2 separate regions of the Mus musculus genome follow, and region 1 is linked to region 2. Evidence: chromatin contacts called from public Micro-C data. All regions are on one chromosome and are shown on one strand. The core of a region is the stretch at or near the end of the contact, and the rest is flanking DNA. Distances in the headings are between cores, read along the strand shown. Region 1 has its middle 34 kb from the start of Gm19585. Region 2 overlaps Satb1 (special AT-rich sequence binding protein 1).

Evidence for each region. Hi-C and Micro-C count contacts between places; a contact is called where the count stands out from the background.
Region 1: a Micro-C map of B cells shows a contact between it and region 2, with 8 times the contacts expected there. The contact joins two enhancer-like sites. A contact is called at or near these places in 1 of 15 datasets of contacts at CTCF or cohesin (pro-B cells), 7 of 484 Hi-C or Micro-C datasets (B cells, CD8 T cells, the HPC-7 cell line and 3 more) and 1 of 115 datasets of contacts at active chromatin or transcription factors (memory CD8 T cells).

What each region holds. Positions count from the first base shown.
Region 1 is chr17:52,181,478-52,184,716 of GRCm38.p6, forward strand. No RefSeq gene overlaps it. Among named protein-coding and RNA genes, the nearest start is that of Gm19585, 34 kb to the left of the region's middle. Within about 2 kb of position 1,449, at least 20 of the 459 cell types and tissues checked have an H3K27ac peak or open chromatin away from gene starts, as enhancers often do. A contact at or near this core is called in B cells, where this site is marked.
Region 2 is chr17:51,783,768-51,787,393 of GRCm38.p6, forward strand. Satb1 (special AT-rich sequence binding protein 1) reads right to left here. Exons shown (of 11, transcript NM_009122.2): 6 at 1,762-1,873. Among named protein-coding and RNA genes, the nearest start is that of Satb1, 47 kb to the right of the region's middle. Within about 2 kb of position 1,419, at least 18 of the 459 cell types and tissues checked have an H3K27ac peak or open chromatin away from gene starts, as enhancers often do. A contact at or near this core is called in B cells, where this site is marked.

The sequences.
Region 1 (3,239 bases), core at 199-2,698, 400 kb after region 2:
ACTGAAATGTTTGTAACATTAAATAAAATCATTACTCAAGGAAATCAAATGAGGAAAGGAAACCAGGGATTTGTTTGGAGTTATTTTGCCTTTGTAGCTATGTGAAAGTCTCAGAGATTGCTTGTCAAGAAAGTCTTTTGGAGGGCTTTCCATGGTGCAATATTTAATATTTAGAATTAAAGCCTGGGGAAGGAAATATTATTGTTGAGTAGGAAAAATAAATTTAAAGTTGAAATTGTCCTTAAATGCACCATTTACTTTTTGAGAATCCATGCCACCTAGTACTTCACAGCTCAACCTCTTCTGTGAGTATGTTGGAGGTAACCTTCCTGAAGGAAGAGGCCATATGTTATGCCCATTGTGATGTTTAGGGTTTAGATTTGTTCCCATGGTCCTTCAGTTTTCTTTAGGATGCATCTCTCAGCAGGTGTGCCCACTGAGGAGTCTGAAAAACGATCTGACTTTGAACAGCTGCTTGCTTGACTAGAGCCAAGTTTTCTTGATTTATTCTGAGTCTGCTCCATTCTTGGGCTGCTAGTCTCTACTATGCCCAATCCACACACCCCTTGCCTCTCTCATATGTGATTCCTTTTTGAAATTCAAATGTAGGAGACTCACTCAGTTATATTGTTCTCATGATCTGTTTTACAATCTTGTCTCTCAGTCTTTTTGGTTAGTCCTTAAAGCCACACTTGGGCATTATCCCTCTCTACAAGCCTACTTCAGACAAAGTTAATTATTCCTCCATCTGAGGGACATTATCACCTCATTCATATTTGTTGTGCTTTTTGGAGGAGACTGCCTCATTGTTAAATATCCATTTGCCAACATACAAGATATCATGATATTCCATTGTTTCTATTACTTAGTTGAGGAGCTGCCATGGGGTAGAGATCTTGGGCAAGTGCAAAATTGAATGGCTGAGTAAACGAAAGCAAAGTTATCTGGTTCTTGAGGGATTGAACACAAAGCTTAGATCCTCTGGTTACCTTATTACCATAGACATTTAAAATATTCAATACACTTTGCTTCCAGGCCTATAAAAATTTCTGTTTGTCATCTCCCACAGAGTTGACTCTTGGGCTATGACTAATTACATGTGAATATTAGTAGATAGAAAAAAATCAAATTTTTAATTGGATGGATTCCAATCATAGCCACAAATATTTTACAACCATAGACTAAGTGTATTTATGTGAATGTGATACGTAAATTTGTATGAACCTATATATGCTATAATTTAGTATAAGTAAACCATCAAATACACTCAAGTTCTTCCTTCGAAGGAGTCACTTGAATGCAAACTCAACTCTAACCAGGAAACCAAAAGCATTTAGAGGGCAGTGCTTAGTCAGCCTGGACCAACTTGTTCTACCTGTTAGGGACAGAGTCCTGATGAAGTCCCCATGTTCAGGGAGTTGTTTCTGGAGTAGCAAGAAGCATTCTGTGTCTCCCCCTGCTGGTTGATGGAATGACTAAAGGGAGCAACCCCTTAGGACTCCTCACGGTCATGACCTTACAGCCTGTGCCATCTGGTCATTGGCTTCTGTGAACTTTTAATGAGGAAAGTTGATGTCGAGTTCACATCAGGTTATTTCCTCTCATCCCCAGCTTGCAAACTCTGCTTAATTAGCATTCTGCATTTCTTAACAATTCTAACTTCACATCCCACTGAAATAAAGCATTAGGAAACCCTCTCCTTGCATATTTTAATTCCAGGCTATCACTACATTTTGATTAGATTAAAATTGTTTTTAAAAGCCTGTGTTTGAAAATAATCTGCAGGGTTACCGCAAAGGATATTGCTTCCTCTAGTCAACCAGCCACCAAGAGACACGAAGAAAGAAAAGTATAACGCCAAGTAAGGTGATTCCACAAGATATTTGGAAGAGGAAAGAATTATCTACAATTTGTTTGTATTATCTCATTAACTGTACTTGGTAATTATATATCAAAAGAATTTGAAAAAGGTTTTTGTTGTGAGTATTTTAGTTTACAAAGAAGGCATTGCATAATAAATGGCTTACAAAGCAGAAAAGGTTCTCACCAAATGGTGACAGTTAAAATTAGAAACCAAAGTGGTACCATTATCAGCTATGAAGTGAAGACATCAGAGCAGAGAGTAGAAAGACAGAGAGACAGAGAGAGAGAGAGAGAGAGAGAGAGAGGGAGGGAGAGGGAGAGGGAGAAAGAGAGACAGAGACAGAGACAGAGACAGAGAGAGGCTGAAAGACAGGAAATGAGACAGAGATAGAGGAGGATCTCCATAAGCTAAATGTGCTCAGTCCTAAGTAATAAATGCTTCCATCAGAGGCTTTAGAGAAGAAGGTGGACAGTTTAGACTCATTCTGTGCCATTCTAATTGCTGAACTGGGAAGATAGCACATGAGACAAACACAGAGATGTAGGTGAGTTGGGAGATGACCAAGGTGAGAGAAAACTGGACTGGATTAGTAACAGTAAAAGCACTAAGATGTGATTGTAGATATTTGAAAACATGGTGTACATTTGCTTGTTGATTACATGCATGGTAGAAAGAAGGAGAAAAACCAAGTCCATGTACAGGATGTGGCACCTTAGCAAACACTTGGGTAGAGAGAGCTGGGAGGGGCAGAATTAATTTTAAATTTAAATATAGTATTTTGATTAATTCTTTCAAAGATTTATGCATGCACATAATATATTTTAATCAGCCCTACCCCTGACCACTCTCCTCCCCCTAACTTCATTCTTCTGTTTTTTGCTGTTATTATTTGTCATAAGCCTCAGAATACAGTTCATGCTGCCTGTATTTGCACAGATATGGGACCACCCACTGGAATGTGGTATTGACTGACCAGCATCTATAGCCTAGAAGAAAATTGACTCTTGACTCCTAGCAACTATCACCTGTTAATATCTCCACAGCAGAGGCTGGGGACTCATATCCTCTGACCTACCCCTATCTTGGGATGCTGCCTAGCTTGATCTTGTGCAGATCTTGCTGAGGTGACCACAGCTTCTGTGAGCTCATGAGTACAATGGTCTTATCATGTCCAGAAGACACTGTTTTGATCTAGTTTTCTCCAAAAAAACCCTGGCTCTTAGGATATTTCTTATTTCTCTTTGAAAACTGTGCCTGAGCCTTGCTGGAGAAGTGTGATATTGATGTCCAATTTGTAGCCGAGGACTTCATATATGCTTCCTCTCTGTAAGGAGCAGTTGTGAGTTCTGAGCTGACTGCTCTCCACTGCAGAAGA
Region 2 (3,626 bases), core at 169-2,668:
AAAGGAGGAAGCAGGCTATCTGATAGGGTGTAATGAGATGGGCGGAAGAGCTGGCTGCCGTGCTTGGCATTATAGGTGGCCTGCTCATTTAAGGCAATCACAGGCACTAAGGATATCAGCAAATACTTGTAGGGACCAAGCAAACACATACTCGAGTAGAGCAAGCCAGCACACCCAGTGTGGCTGAAGCTTGAGTGCTTTTCATAGAAGCTGTGGTTCTTAGCATCTCTCGCAGATGCTTAGGAAGGGCAAAGAGCTGTTCTGGTACAATGGTGGCACTGTCACGATTCTGCAATTTATTCTCACCTACCCGGGATGAATGCTTCTCCCCTGGCTAGAACACTTGTGTGGATTGGCTGAGAGTCAGCTCTAAGTGTGTCAAACGCTTTTGCTGCTACACAGAATAGACTAGAGGGAGGCTGAGACCAGAGTGTAATATAAATAGGTAAACCTTTTCAGATGTCCACACTTTCCATAGATAAGCTCTATTTGGCTTTTAATCATCGTTTCTCTTCTCATTAAAGATGCAGATTTTATAATCAGAGGAACTGGTCATACTGCTATACTCAATGTTATATGCAAAATATAACTAAGAATGGAAAGAAACCCTTAGTTTCTACCAGTGACATCAGCCCAAGTGGGCCATTCGCATGGAACAGTAATTCAAGCAATTATTCCAAAAATTGATGTATTGTCTTCATTACGGCCCTAAGCTATAAAAGGCAAAGAATCCGTTTTGGTAGATGGATGGCTTTTCTTCAAATATTAAAAGCTAAAACATGCTCAAAATTCTTATCTCTAAGTCTTCAGGAAAAGTTATTATTGCTACTATTAAGTGAATGTAACAGTGATAAAGATTTACAATAGGGCATAACACTTTGTATATGAGGCACCCCATTCCTGTTTGATTTTAAGATGTAGTATCTAGAAGTGTATGAAAGAGGAAGGTATATTACCCTTAACCATAGTGTGTGCTCCTGTGAGCTCTAACAGATCCACAACAGAGAACATGCCAGACTCCAAATGCTCCGCCATAGCACACAACTGTGACCCATCGTTTTATACCTCGGCTCATCTTGATGCTGCCTAACAATGTTGACCTAATGCTGTGTGTGCAGAGAGGGTGCTAGACTAGAATTGGAAGTTCAGAAATGAAAAGTGCTGGTTCTATTCCAGGTAGGAAGGCAAGCAAGCTCCTACCTACGGGAGCTGGAGCTATAAAAACCACTCCATCTCAATGGTGGAACCAAACTGTCTCTAGCGAGTCAAAGGCAGTTAAATATTGTTTGAAAGCTGCTGTGAAAACGGGCTCTTCCTCTTTTTTGCAAACAAAAGCAAAAGTCCCTAAGCATGATTATCTCTGTGAGAAGTCACAGCCGGTATTAGTTATTCAAGGCCTGGTTAGGTCTTCACTGAGATGTTACGAAATGACAGCTCTCCTCACGCCTCGATTTCCTGCATGTCTGACAACCGAGTCGGTGTAGCTGATTTAAACACAAACATTTATTGAATTTAATTATCTCATTATACTCATACCCACTCCCCCACCCCCAAAGAAACATTCTAAATTGATCTCTAATTGGGCAATCAAAAGATCTGGCTTTCGATGTGACTTTGATAAACCCCCAAATGACATGCAATGGTATGTTGCCACTGCAAAAGGATGGGCTTTTTTTTTCTTTTCTCTCTCTTCTTTCTTTTTTTCTTTCTTTCTTTCTTTCTTTCTTTCTTTTTTTTTTTTTTTTTTTTTTTTTTGCTTACCCATCATATCCTTTGTCTTCTTGAAATGTTTGTACCACCTTCCAAATTCTTGACATTTTGCTGCTGAGACATTTGCATAGTACGTGCTGTTCACAATGGAGGAGATCATGCTCTGTGTGGAAAGGGGAGAATATGTGTGATAACACACCATGGCACACGTGGGGAGCCCGCAACTTCAGCCGTGGAAACAGTGCCTGCCTGCCTTTTAGGTTTCTAAGTCAACTGGGAGCAAAGCTTAAGCTTCTTAGAATTCATTAAGTCCACCATCAAATGCTTATTTAAGTCACAAGCAGCAGCCCCCACACACTATCTGCTCTTGCACCCTCTGACAATCTCCGTCCACGCCTCCTAGTGCTCACAAATGTGCACCAATCTGAATCAGTCCAAGTCCAAGAAGGTGATGTCATGATTGAAATGTATACAAGTTTCTACCATTGCAGCACGGTGGCTGGACTCCACATGTTTGCTCTTCAAAGCACAGGCCAGGCCCCGGAGCCATGGACATTGCCTGGAAGCTTTCGAGATATCCAGTTCCGAGCCCTATCTCTGACCTCCCCCGTCAGCACCTGCACCTCACTAACACTCCTCAGGGCAGCCAGGCACAGTCAAGTAGGAAAACCAATTTTTTATATTTTCATGCTCAATGTATAGATTACAGCTGCTGGTGAGTTAGGAGGCCTCAGGGGTCACACTTAGGAAGCAACTGTTACAAGAGGTTGCATCAGATCTTCAGGGTTGATTGTGGCCTTTATCTAGTAAAGCTTGAATTGAGACTTTCAAGTTACCAGAAAATATCTAACTATACACATTTTGTACTAATTAACATTTTAAGAGTTCCATTCCCCCAAAAGAAAAGAAAGAAAAAAGAAAACAAGAAAATGTCTATGTGTTATTTTTCTCTTGCTTAAAAAAAACAAAAACATAAGTAGATGCTCACAGTCAGCTATTGGATGGAGCACAGGGCCCCCAATGGAGGAGCTAGAGAAAGTATCCAAGGAGCTAAAGGGATCTGCAACCCTGTAGGTGCAACAACATTATGAACTAACCAGTACCCCGGAGCTCTGGACTCTAGCTGCGTATGTATCAAAAGATGGCCTAGTCGGCCATCACTGGAAAGAGAGGCCCATCGGACACACAAACTTTATATGCCCCAGTACAGGGGAATGCCAGGGCCAAAAAATAGGAATGGGTAGGTAGGGAAGTGGGGGGGAGGGTATGGGGGACTTTTGGGATAGCATTCTAAATGTAATTGAAGAAAATACATAATAATAAAAAATATTAAAACAAAAACAAAAATAAAAACAACAAAAAACCCAAGCAAGCCATGAAGAGCTACACATATGGAGCTCGCCTATAATTCCAGCACTAGGGAGGGAGAGGCAGACAGATCTCTGAGGTCTAGAGCACCTCATTTATGTTATGAGACTCAAACAAACAAAAAGGCATTGAAAACAGCTAGCCATTTGATAAGTACAAATGAAGACAATAATGTTAAGAGAAGGTTTAAAATAAAAAAAAAAAAAAAAAAACACAACCACACTTTCAATAAATAACACCATTTTTCCCAGATAATTTTGGTTATAGTAATTGCTGTTACTTAATTCTTGGTTCACCCACAGTCTCTAGTAGCTAAATTAACTCCCTATTGAGTCTTAGAAGACTGAAGCACCAAGCCTCCTGGTCCTGTGAGTAGAAACTTAAGAGCTTAAATTTCAGACTGGCTGATCTACAGGGAAACAGCTTACAGAAGACTCCATTGTCAGGAGGCAGTGAACAACCAGAAAAGCCAGTTTGGGGACAAGAATATTTTTATATCATTATCTTCTTTAAGCTACTTCAAATGTAAAGCTCTTTGGGCTATTATT